Regions from separate parts of the Mus musculus genome. Here region 1 is linked to region 2. A link is a contact called in public Hi-C data. All regions are on one chromosome and are shown on one strand. The core of a region is the stretch at or near the end of the contact, and the rest is flanking DNA. Distances in the headings are between cores, read along the strand shown.

Region 1 (5,647 bases), core at 2,070-4,569, 340 kb before region 2:
GGCCTAAGCTCCCATTGTACGACCAGGACGCCCTCCAGGAGATTCAGGATTGTCCCATTTCTCCAGAAGCAGGAGCGGTCAGAACAAGGCCTCTTTCCAGGCTCCAGACAATGCCAATTCATCTACCTGTTCTATGACAGTTTTTGCTCCTGGTTGAATCAATACTTTCCAGTAGGATGTTTTTCTTCTAAAGTCACGTCTCACATCTCCCCTTCTACTGTTTTCTTGTCTAACTCCTGTGTCCCCAAGGTATGTCACAGCTGTTTTCTCACAGTTGTTATAGCCCTCGTCACTCATGTTCTGACACATAGCTACAACAGCATTCTCAAGTTCCCACACCTTATTCACAAGAAGACATCCTCAGTTGAAGCAAGAAAAAAAGAAAAACAATATATGGCTGGGAGGTAGTGAGAAAGGGTCCCTTCACTGTGAGGTACTGCCAGGCTTTAAATAATATTTTGATCAAGTATTCAGTCAAGAATCCATAGCCTACAGTGGTGCCCCCAGCTACAAGGCAAGGAAGAACTGGAATGAGCATCCTCTCAGACGCTACAACGGGGCAGATCCAGTGGGGAAGCCAGTAGACAATTGTGATGAGAAGATGCATGCAAAAGGCAAGCTCTCACTTTGACTGTTAAGTTGGCCAGCGTGCCTCCTCTGCTAAATCTCTTTCACAGGGGGAAGACCAAAAGGCTGCTGAGAACACCGGGGTAAAAGGCCGAAGTGAGCAACCCCAACCGCCTTGTTCAATCCGAACAAAATCTCTATGTGTTTGCATAGTCAACCTTACTTTGTTGGTTGGTAGAAGTTCAGTATATTTTTGTGATAACTTTGCTCACTCGACTGCAATGTAAGAATTTTAAATGAACAGCCATGTATTTGTGGTGTGCAATTTGCTTTCTAATCCAAGCAATTCAGGCAGGGGACAGATTTATGTTAGAGTGGAGCTAGGATGGGAGGGGAAGGGAAGCTGACTCAAAGGAGGTAAAGAGAGCAGCTGTGGAGGAAGGGCTTTTGATAAGTCCTTGAATTTATCATCCAACTCAGAAGGTAGACAGTATTCTAACCCATGCCTTAGAGCTCAGAAAATACCCTCCCATTACCAATGAAGACAGCCTGTTGTCTGTCTGCCTATTTTTTCTTCCCTCATGACCTCTCTTTCTTGACAAGATGAGGCTTAATATTGCTGTGTGATGTTTTTATTTGAAAGTTCTTTATAATAAAGTTTTCATTTTAAAAATAAAAATACCTTTTGTCTTTAAGAAATAAAAATAAGGTCTCTCCCTGTAGCCCAGGCTAGCCTAGAGCTCACTATATAACACAAGCTGGCCTCAAAGTTATATCAATGCTCTCTCCTCAGCTTCCTGAGTGCTGGAATGACAGGCACGAACCACTACACTGGTCTCCAATAAAAACATTCTAAGCAAAGGGAATGTCACATAGCCTTTTCCATTTGGAACTGTCAATTATGAGGAGCCCCTGGTGTGGTGTGTCAGCTTCGCGCTGACAATCAGGAGGGAAAATGGAAGGTGCAGGAGGAGAGGGGTGTGATGGATGGATCCTTTTTGGTATGTGCAGCTATGTTATACACCCCTGATGTGAGCAGCTGCAGGCGATGATGGCAAAGCTGCACTGTCTGCTCTCATTCCTGAGTCTACATTCCGCCTTCCTGGTGGGGCCAGATCAGGGTTCGACAGACCCACAATCAGAATCAGGTAAAAGAAAAGAGCTCTTGACAGAGGACCGCCCTGATCTCTTCTTCTCCACCCACCACCCAACTAGACGTCAGAATATTCTGCATAACTGGCTACATTGCAGCTTGGTGTCTGGGTATAACTCATCCTCAGACATGAGCTTCACTGTTTCCAGCCAGCCCTGCTAGATGTCTAAGGAAAGTGTCACTTACAAATTAAAAAGGAATAAATCCCCCAGTAGATTAAGTCTAGCTCTTACTACACTCACCAAAACTGCCAAGATCCCCAGGAGAAGGAGTCACCTGTACAAACACCCTTCCCACTTTGATGACAAATACATGTGACCTGCCACCCCAGGTTTTGTGTCAAGTCCTCAGATGTTTTTTAAGCCACCATGAAGTAGGTTCAAAATGAAGGACAACTGGCAGCCTCATGGCAGTGACCAGGGTGGGAAGATCTAGATGAGCCTGCACCAGAGGCTGGATGTCCCCAGCAGGCAAAGGGATGGAGTAAGAAGAGGTTGCTGATTTCTGAACCAACATTTGTGACAAACCCTGAGTCAATAGAGTGACTGTGCCCTGAAATAGGAAGGATTTAAAACCATCCTTACTGTTATTTCAGCTTTATTACCCACCCTTGTATTTTCTGCAGAAGGCTTGATGGCTTTAGTTTATGAGAACCTATTAATGTGTGACACATTCCTGGAATCCCATTCTTAATCTCCTTATCTTCTTTACCCCTGTCTCAATTCCCCCTCTCTTCCTTAAACACACACACACACACACACACACACACACACACACACACACACACACCAAATATTCTTCCCATAACATTGGCACAATATAGGCTAATATGGGTCTCTATGAACCCATCTGCTATGCAAATGCATAGCAGACGTGTGTATTGGGGGTTCCCTAGACTTCTTTAGCTATCCACAGCATGTCACAACTAAGGAAAGCTTGGAGATGGTCTAGATGGTTAATCTTTGATAACAGAGGTGACTAAGACCCAAAGTAGTCTATGACCAATCAAAACCAGAGCAAAGACAATTCACCCACATCTTCCAGCTCCAGCAGCAAACCGCCCTCAGATGACATCCTTTGGACCCATTTCTGTGCATGCCTGAGCAAGACCACTATACCTATTGTCACAGGTTTTCTAAGCCAGGGTTCCCTCCTAGGACACGGGGAAGATGAGAATAGTGACACATCAGGTCTCCTAGCCCTGTCTGTGGTTTCATGAGGCCTCACATTCCTGAGAACTGAAATATCAAATGCTGCTATGAACCCCACAACCAGCTGGGGAAAACAAGGCTGAAACCAGGTCTTCACCCCCAGCCCTTCCTTGGTTCTGCCTGCCACTCCAGACTCCTAGCTCCTCAGTCAGCTGAGACCTTCAGCTCTGCTGAGTCTCCACTTTACCCACAGAGCACTGACCCAGAGCTATAGCTCCAGGTCACAGCAGTTGTTGAGAGACAGGGATGTATGAAGTACGTGACCAGGCAGTTCCGCAGGCACAGACACAGAGCTCCAAACCAGCTCTCCCTCCCTTCTGCTTAACATAAATGCAAGCCAGTAGAGGAAAGCCACAGCGAGGTCAGTGCATTCCTGGCTGATACAGAAAGTCTTTGTCCAAGGCTGCCAGGCCACTGCCTGCAGCTGACTCAGGCTGCCAGGCTCAGGCTGCACATTCCCTCTCTGCTGAAAAATAAGCAGGTCAGAATCTCATTCAGCCACGGAAGAGTGAGCATGGTCTAGAAGGTTGGAGACGGTCTAGATGGTTAATCTTCTATAGCGAACAAGCATGAGCCTCTCTCCAAGAAGAAACCCACGAAAGCATATAAACATAGGCATGCACACACAAACATGTATACATAGACACACAGTTATACGTACCCAGAAATGTACATACATATTCAGAGAGACATACACAAGTACAGAGACACATACACACGTGCATACACAGACATACTTTCACACACATATAGGAACATTTACACAAGCACGCAGACATACCACATAAGCACAGACACAGAGTCACAGTGATGCACAGATATATGCACAAACAGACATGCACACACAGAGATACAAAGGTGCACACACACATACAGAGGGAGGGAGGGAGGGAGGGAGGGAGGGAGGGAGGGAGGAGGGGAGGGAAAGAATGTGTTTATGTGAGAAAGAGAGAGGGAGGGGAGGAAGAGGGGGAGGGGGAGGGGGAGGGGGAGGGGGAGGGGGAGGGGGAGGGGGAGGGAGAGGGAGAGGGAGAGGGAGAGGGAGAGGGAGAGGGAGAGGGAGAGGGAGAGGGAGAGGGAGAGGGAGAGGGAGAGGGAGAGGGAGAGGGAGAGGGAGGAGCAAACACTGGAGACTAAGCGTGCCTAGAAACTGCCTAGGATTTTCAAGAATTCTGGCATCCACTACCAGGAACAGAGTCCTAGGACCTTAACATGCCCAGTTTTCCAAACTTTTCATCCCAGTAAAAGAAGAATGTCAAGGCCCACCTGGAGAAACTGCTGTAGACTAGAGTAAAACATGTTGTTAGTATCTGCATCAATAAATCACAAGGCACGCCAGTATTCTTAGTTAGTACATCTTTCCTATATTTAATCAACCTCCCTTTTTCTGTCAATGTCATTCCTATCTAGGAGGTGGTGTCCACCCCAGTTCCCAGTTCAAAAGCGGGGCACCACCTAGAATCATATGACTGACATTGGACATTTAGAGTCCTTTTCCACAAATTTAGGAATGTGGTGAGCCTGTCACACAGCTGGGATCATAGTTTAGGAACTCAGTGTTATGTGGTGTGGACTTCAGAAAAGGAAACCTGCCTGTAGCCGTCAGAGGAAATGCCATTAGAAAGAGAGACATACAGGAAGATATTGCTAGTATCTGCAGATTGCTAGTATCTGCATCAATAAATCACAATGCAACCACTGGATGGGGCCTAGTCCTATCCTTTCCTTTGACTATGAGAACACAAACCTGCAACTTTCAGTGCAGTCCCCAATTCCACTATAATGGTTTGAGTTGGCTTCTAATTATGGCAACCAATTTGCCTCCCTAGAAAATGCTGCCACTACCACAACCATGATTATATATACAGACAACGGCAGATTATGTCTTCGACATCTATATCTCCAAGCTTCGTAAGAATGTGAACTTGTATCTCTTTTGTAAAAAAAAAAAAAACATGATGATGTACTTGATTGGCACCTCAGCCACTGTCATTAGTGTGAGGAATTCTGTCACACAGCAAGGATAGAAACAGCCACCTATAGCTCCTCTCCACCTGAAGTCTGCTCTGACATGAACCCGGCTATGACAGACCACATGCTCCTTTGGAGTGCTGTCATTTGCCTTGGACAAATGATCTGTCTGAGCTTTGGGGCTGTTTAATCAGTGTGACCAGTGTGCACAGCTACATGTAAAGCACCGGCCACAAAGTTCAGTGCTGGGAGGGGGCACCTGTTAGCAGTAAGTTGTCACTCTTTGTGCCTGGTCCCCACCAAATTTCCCATAGGCATTGCCTTAATTCTTTTGATCCCTGGTATTCCCACAAAGAAGAAAAGAGCTCTAAAAAATAGAATATGGACATTTCTTTTTCTATAGCCAATATGAAACAGTCTCTAAATAAGAGGTCCAGTATAGACCTAGCAGCCTTCAGAAGCTCCAACTTGACTCCATCTAAACTATCAACAGCCACCACACATCCTCAGGCTTTGGATCGCTATGTTACTTAGTCAGCACTTTACTAAGTACTGTAGGAAGAGATACACAGAAATCACTGTTAGAAGCAATGATCCCCCCCCCCCACTCTCAAGAGCCTTATGATGAATAGTTTTACAGAGCAACACAATCAGGTCAACCATCTCCATCAAAAGAGGGTGCCAGGAAGACAGCTGGACTGATCACAAGCCAAGTTATAAGCCAAAGTTGCGGGGGGGGGGGGGG
Region 2 (5,907 bases), core at 1,040-3,539:
TTCCCCTGACCTTGAGTTGAATATATAGCGAGGGCACCACCAGAGCTTGTGAGAGAGCCGGCGGGGGAGCTGTGTTCCACCCTAATGATTCATGTGAGCCAATGTGACCCCTTCACAACCAGATGTCTAACAACAAACTGTTTTTCACAATATGCCAGTGGAAATGTTTACTCTATTGCAACTTATTTTTCCGAGAGGGTAATGAATGCTATTTCTTCTAAAAGGTGTAATAAATATTTTCCTTTTGACCTCAAAAAGTAGATGGTAGGAAATACAATCAATTGTTTTTTTCCCATAAATTTAAATGGATGTATTACCCTGTTTCACAAATGACATCAGCCAGATCGCTTCTCAGGCTAATGACATTTTTCCTGCCAGACAGAGCACTTGATTTACCATCGCTGGGGAGCGCTGTGCCATCCCGTTTCCCATCCATGCCGTACGCTTGAAGTATTGTGACACTTAAAGTTTCCTATAATGAAAAATAAGAAAAATTTGACAAGGCTCATTGTTTACATGCCATGGCAGAAGATTGCTCCACAGTCATTGGGAACACTTCTCCCTGGGTCTGGTGTAATATAGCCACCGCCTTTCGACTGCCTCAGAGTTATCACCTTCTCTGCCTCATCTATGCGGGGTGCTTTGCTTGTTTGGTTTTTGTTCTGGGTTTTGGTTTATTTTTACTTTAAACAGTTCATGATTTTAAAATATATTCTTGAGAATTTCATACATGGGTCCTAAATTTTTACATCATGTCCATCCTTCTCTGCTTTCCAGCCCCTCCCCATGTCTCCCTTCCAAATTCATGATCTCTTCTTTGATGATTAAGTCATTTCTCTGTATGTGTGTGTGTGTGTGTGTGTGCGTGTGTGTATATATACATATATATACATATATATACATACATATATATATATATATATATATATATATATATACATATACATATGTGTGTGTGAATATGTAAACATTATCTGCTGGATAGTTTAGTATTTCTTGTGTGTGGATGCATGAGTGTGTGTGTGTGTGTGTGTGTGTGTGTGTTTAAGTACTTGTTGATATCATGAAAACCTCTCTGCTTGGAGGAGTGAGATTGAAACTGAGAGCTGCCATCTTGTGTGCAAGATGCCCCAACTGTTGGAAAGGGTTCAATTAGCTATACTATTTCACTAGGCTAATGTGTGTTCCAGTGGCAGCTTTACAAAAGGGGCTAAGTCTCTGGTTTCTTTGTAGGTAAGGCTAAAGGGTGGGTCTGTAAGTTACTGATGTTGGCCTGGTGCTATGAATATGGCAGGGTACAGTGGACAACTTAAGGAGACGTGGTTGGTTGTCTTACACCCTAGGAACGCATCATTGTGCATCTGGCTTTGCTGACTATGTTTCTCTCTAGAATTCTATATAACTTTCTGTTGGCTCCGATCATTACCTAAAATAGACCTGGAAGATCCTGTGGGCGCCTCTTGGGCTATTCTGATTCATGTCTGCTTGGCGGTTATACCCATGACCGGGCTCCCAGGAATGTTCTAAGTTGGATCTACAGGTTTGTCCCATTCTGTGTGGCGCCTGGTAGGGTGGGACTCCTGCTGAAATATGGAGTTTCTTCTGCTGTCCTGCTGGCGTCAGCAGCCTTGGGAGGATAACTGACTCTCCAAAGCCTCATTAGCTAAATTAAACTTAAGTCCCGATCCTTTAGTGTGAGACAGCTCTGGGGTTTGTGGTATTTTCTTTGTTTTTGTTTTTTTGTTTGTTTGTCTTTTAATCATGATGCATGTGAAGTCTCATTCATGGATTGTTTTTCCTTTGAGAGGACTTGGTCAGGATCTAGATGGTGAGCAGGAAATGTGACCAAATCAGCCACATCTGTCCTTTTCAATCTCCCTGCATTTGCTGTCCACTGCAGGATCTCCCATTGCCATGCTGAGAGGTTTAGGAAGGGCTCTGCAGTTACTTTTAAATCATACATTTTAATGCGTTGGAATTCCACCTCTCTCCTTTTGTGGTTTGAGTTTTCCTGGGGAGGAAAATAGAGGCCTTGACTGTTTCCCAACTGTGGCCTCCGGGGATGGAATGTTGCTTTTCTGGAGAATTTTTTTTCTTTGATAGCATCACAGCCTAAAGTTTAAAATGAAGTCACCACAGCTACTCCTGCTGGGCCGAAACCAACTCCAATAACTAACTGATCTTGTCTCTGGGGTGTGAGACACAAACAGAATGGGCTCAGAGCATGGCAGCTGAGAATTTCAGAGTGGTTGCCTGTGGTCACTCTGCTTTCTGCCTTGGAGATGAGCTGTGTTGTGCCAGGGATAACTCACATTAGTAACCAGGAGACGGCTGCATAGAAGACCAGGCTCCCTGCGTCAGGAGGCTCTGCTGCTTCCCAAGCCCTTGGCAGCAAAACAAGATCTAATTTGGCTTTAGCCATCTTATGCCTTCTTCCTCTTCTTCCGCCCAGTTTGGATTTAAATCCCTTACCCTCCCTTGCCCCTATGTTTAGGAACTTGGTCATCCTCTTTTGACATCACCTGAGGTTTTACATCACGTGACCTCTGGGGTGGTGGCCCTGCTCCCCCTGGTGGAAGACTTGAGCCAAAATATTCAGAGAGCATCAAGTACCCCAGGCAAGTATTGTGGCTATGCAAGTGATTCTGCACTGGGAGGTGAGAGCATGGGTTCTAGCTTCCAGTTGGAAGTCACCATTCATTCATTCATTCATTCAATGGGTTGTCCAACAATAGAGATTTCTTGACTGTTTATGTCTGGCAAATCAGCAGGAAACTATGTTGCGTTTTTACCCTTAGAGCTTCTATTTTAGAGTTGTATTTAATATGTATGGTAAATATATTTTTACTCTTTGAATGATCGTTATGCATTTATTGTGGGTGTTAGTGACTGTTCACATAGTATGTATGCACATAGTGAGGCCATCAAACAGTCTATGGAAGTCAGTTTTCTCCTCCCACCATGGGGGTCCTTGGGAGTGGACTCTGGTGAGCAGACTTGGTGGCATGCTCCTTGAGCCTCTGAACCACCTCACAAGCCTACAAATAGATAATTTTGGAAAATACAATCTATTCCAGCAGTTGCAACCTAGGGGTTGCAACCAAAGACCATCATAAATATCTGATATTTACATTGCAGTTCCTAACAGTAGCAAAATTGCAGTTAGAGTAGCAACAACAAAAAAATCATCTTATGGTTGAGGGTCACCACAACATGAGGAACCGTACAGAAAGGTCTCAGTGCTAGGAAGGCTGAGAACTGTTGCTTCTTCCTCGAGGGGCAGCTGCTCTGTAGAATCATCATCACCTTTGAACAGAAGTGGGTAGAGAGGAATTGCAGCAGCATGGCTCTCTGTTCATCTACCTTCCCTCGCAAATGTAATGCAGAGACGGTACAAATCAAAAGTCCTTTTCAGTCTGGATGGCCATCGTCAATGGCACAAAGCTACTTGGACTTAAGACCTATGTAAAGAAAGCTTTACTGAGGTGATATTTTTGGTGGAAAGCCAAAAGTTGGACCACACATTTTTGCCTCTATTTTCTTGGCAAGTGCTCAAAACATGTAGGCAGAGATGTTGATGTGTCAGCTGGGAATTCGTGGTTGAGTTCTTGGTCCCTCCAGACAGGACTTCTGGACGTTTCAGTTCTTATCAGTTGTTTTGGGCATCAAACAACATATGGGGGGGGGAGCTGTTCGTCCCCCTTCTTGTGAAGGAAGCCAGCAGTGTCAGATTCTGTAAGGAACAGGATGACTAGAAAACCAGGGCTAATGTATCCTACCATTAACTGCTAACAAAGTGAATTTCCAAATTGTTCTAGAAGGAGAGCACAAGAGCAAAGGATGCAACAATGAGGTCTCTGTTGGGTACGCGTTCTTCTTCTCTCCCCTCTGTTTGGGGAGGCTCTGAACAAGGGATATTTGCATGTGCTAGCTGAGAAACAGCTTTTGTTTAAAACAGCTAACAATGGTAGAAACCTGGCCAATCTTTGACTCAGAGATTCTGCCTAGCTAAATGGTAGGACCTCTCCTTCCCATTGCTTCTCTTTCCCTCTTTCTTTAAGTTGTGGGAAATGCCACACAGCATAAAATTTACCCTCAAATCATTCTGAAGTGTGAAGTCAGTGGGGATCTAAATTTAAGAAGGCGCATTCTACTAAGAACACAAAGGACCTCTTCACTCATAAGTTTAAACACACTAATTGTTTTCCATTATTACTTATTATTTTACAAGTAACTTAATACTTTACAAGTAAACAGGTGTATGCAGCAAAAAAAAAAAGAGAGAAAGAGAGAGAGAGGGAGAGGGAGAGGGAGAGAGAGAGAGAGAACCCACAAGGCTTCACATAACAAAGTAGGCTTCCTGAGCCAATATGTGCCCCCATATGATCATGCCCATTGCCTGTGTATGTGATAACGGTTTTGACAAGATCTGTCCAACACTAACTTGGAGCCCTTTGCAGCCCTCCACAGTGCTTAGCTGTAACATGTTATAATAAAGAATCCTTTGTTCAGTGTTTTGTGCTTTTATTGGAGAAGGGTAAGAGATGGTAGACTATTGATAGTACCATAACTTGAAGCCTCCACTCACTCTTCAGAGGGATCTTCCCAACCTTGCAAAGCTGTCTGCAGAAAGAACAGCTGAGCAGACAGGGTGGACTTTACCCTCGGGCCATCCAGTCCATTGGCACCCGTTTTCAAATGACTTCAAGACAAAGCTTCCATCTGCATCAAGTGATAGGATTCATTTTAGGCTTAACGTTGTTTAAGCTCATCGACTGGGCTGGCAAACAGCTTCTGCTTTTCCCGGTGGAGTCAGCCTGTCCAGCATCACTCTGCTCAAAGAGCAAGACCAATCAATAGAGGTATTATTTGCAAAGGTAAAGGAGAAGCTGACCCCAGACAAGGCTAGCAAAGATGCGCAGGCCAAGGTGAGGAGCGTGGTCCTTGCCATGCTGCTAGACGTGAGCTGGTACTGCACAGTGAGACTTTTCCTTAGGCTCTTCATGTGTGCTCTGTGGCTGGTTTGGAAAGGTACCACTAGGTTTGGGAGAGGGGCCAAAAAATCAGGTTAAAATCTAGCGTTACAACAGGAATCTATTTAATAGTGGTATGATTTCTTGTGCAAATATTTCTACAAAACATACCTTTTTAGGAATAGCAAAGATTATATTTCCTTTGCTTGGTGCATTGAAGTGGGCATGCCCTGTAAAAAGAAGCCCATCTCTTCTGCCTCAAGTGTGAACAGAATATGTACACATTGCACATCTTTGTCTCAGCAAATGAGCCTTAATAGTTCATGTGCCAAGAACACATTACAAAATTGGGGAAGAATTAAGTATCTTTTGCTAATGCTCTCTGAACATACTTTAAGGATTTTTTTTCCTTTTTAGTCATCTGCAAAAGCCATTTGAAAATAGCATAAACTCTTATAATTTAGAAAACTGGTGTGTTGTACTGTATATTGTATACTCATATGCAAGTGATTTTCAATATGTCATGCTCTCTCCTATGTAGAGCCATTCAAAAGAGGTTGTGGGAAACGTGGGGTATGACAATTGACACTGTTGTCTTGACTGAATGTAGAACCACCCAAGAAACAAACCTCTGGATGTGTCTGTAAGGGAAATTCTACATTGTGTTAGCTGAGATGGGAAGACCCACCCTGAATATGGTATCATTCCATGGGGCTGGGGTTCTAGACTGAAGAGTACGCAGCACGAAAGGCCATCCCTGTCTCTGCTATCTTTCTGTAGCTGCAATGTGACCAGTTGGGTCCCATCCCACTATGAATCGCTGTGCCCACAGAACCTGTGAGGGAAATAAAACCACCCCTCTCTTAAGCTCCGTTTGTCCCAGTGAGGAGAAAGGCACCATGGGCTTACAGATGTCATCAGTTTGCCATGCTTC

What was found. A called contact is a pair of places that touch in the nucleus more often than the background predicts.
Region 1: a contact with region 2 is called in a Hi-C map of muscle stem cells, with 1.5 times the contacts expected there. The contact joins two enhancer-like sites. A contact is called at or near these places in 2 of 484 Hi-C or Micro-C datasets (both in muscle stem cells), 2 of 115 datasets of contacts at active chromatin or transcription factors (both in embryonic stem cells) and 1 of 9 other capture datasets (embryonic stem cells).

Annotation. Positions count from the first base shown.
Region 1 is chr9:50,003,638-50,009,284 of GRCm38.p6, reverse strand. No RefSeq gene overlaps it. Among named protein-coding and RNA genes, the nearest start is that of Gm25633, 180 kb to the right of the region's middle. Within about 2 kb of position 3,319, at least 71 of the 459 cell types and tissues checked have an H3K27ac peak or open chromatin away from gene starts, as enhancers often do. A contact at or near this core is called in muscle stem cells, where this site is marked.
Region 2 is chr9:49,659,688-49,665,594 of GRCm38.p6, reverse strand. All of the region lies in intron 1 of Ncam1 (neural cell adhesion molecule 1), which reads left to right. Among named protein-coding and RNA genes, the nearest start is that of Ncam1, 140 kb to the left of the region's middle. Within about 2 kb of position 2,289, at least 21 of the 459 cell types and tissues checked have an H3K27ac peak or open chromatin away from gene starts, as enhancers often do. A contact at or near this core is called in muscle stem cells, where this site is marked.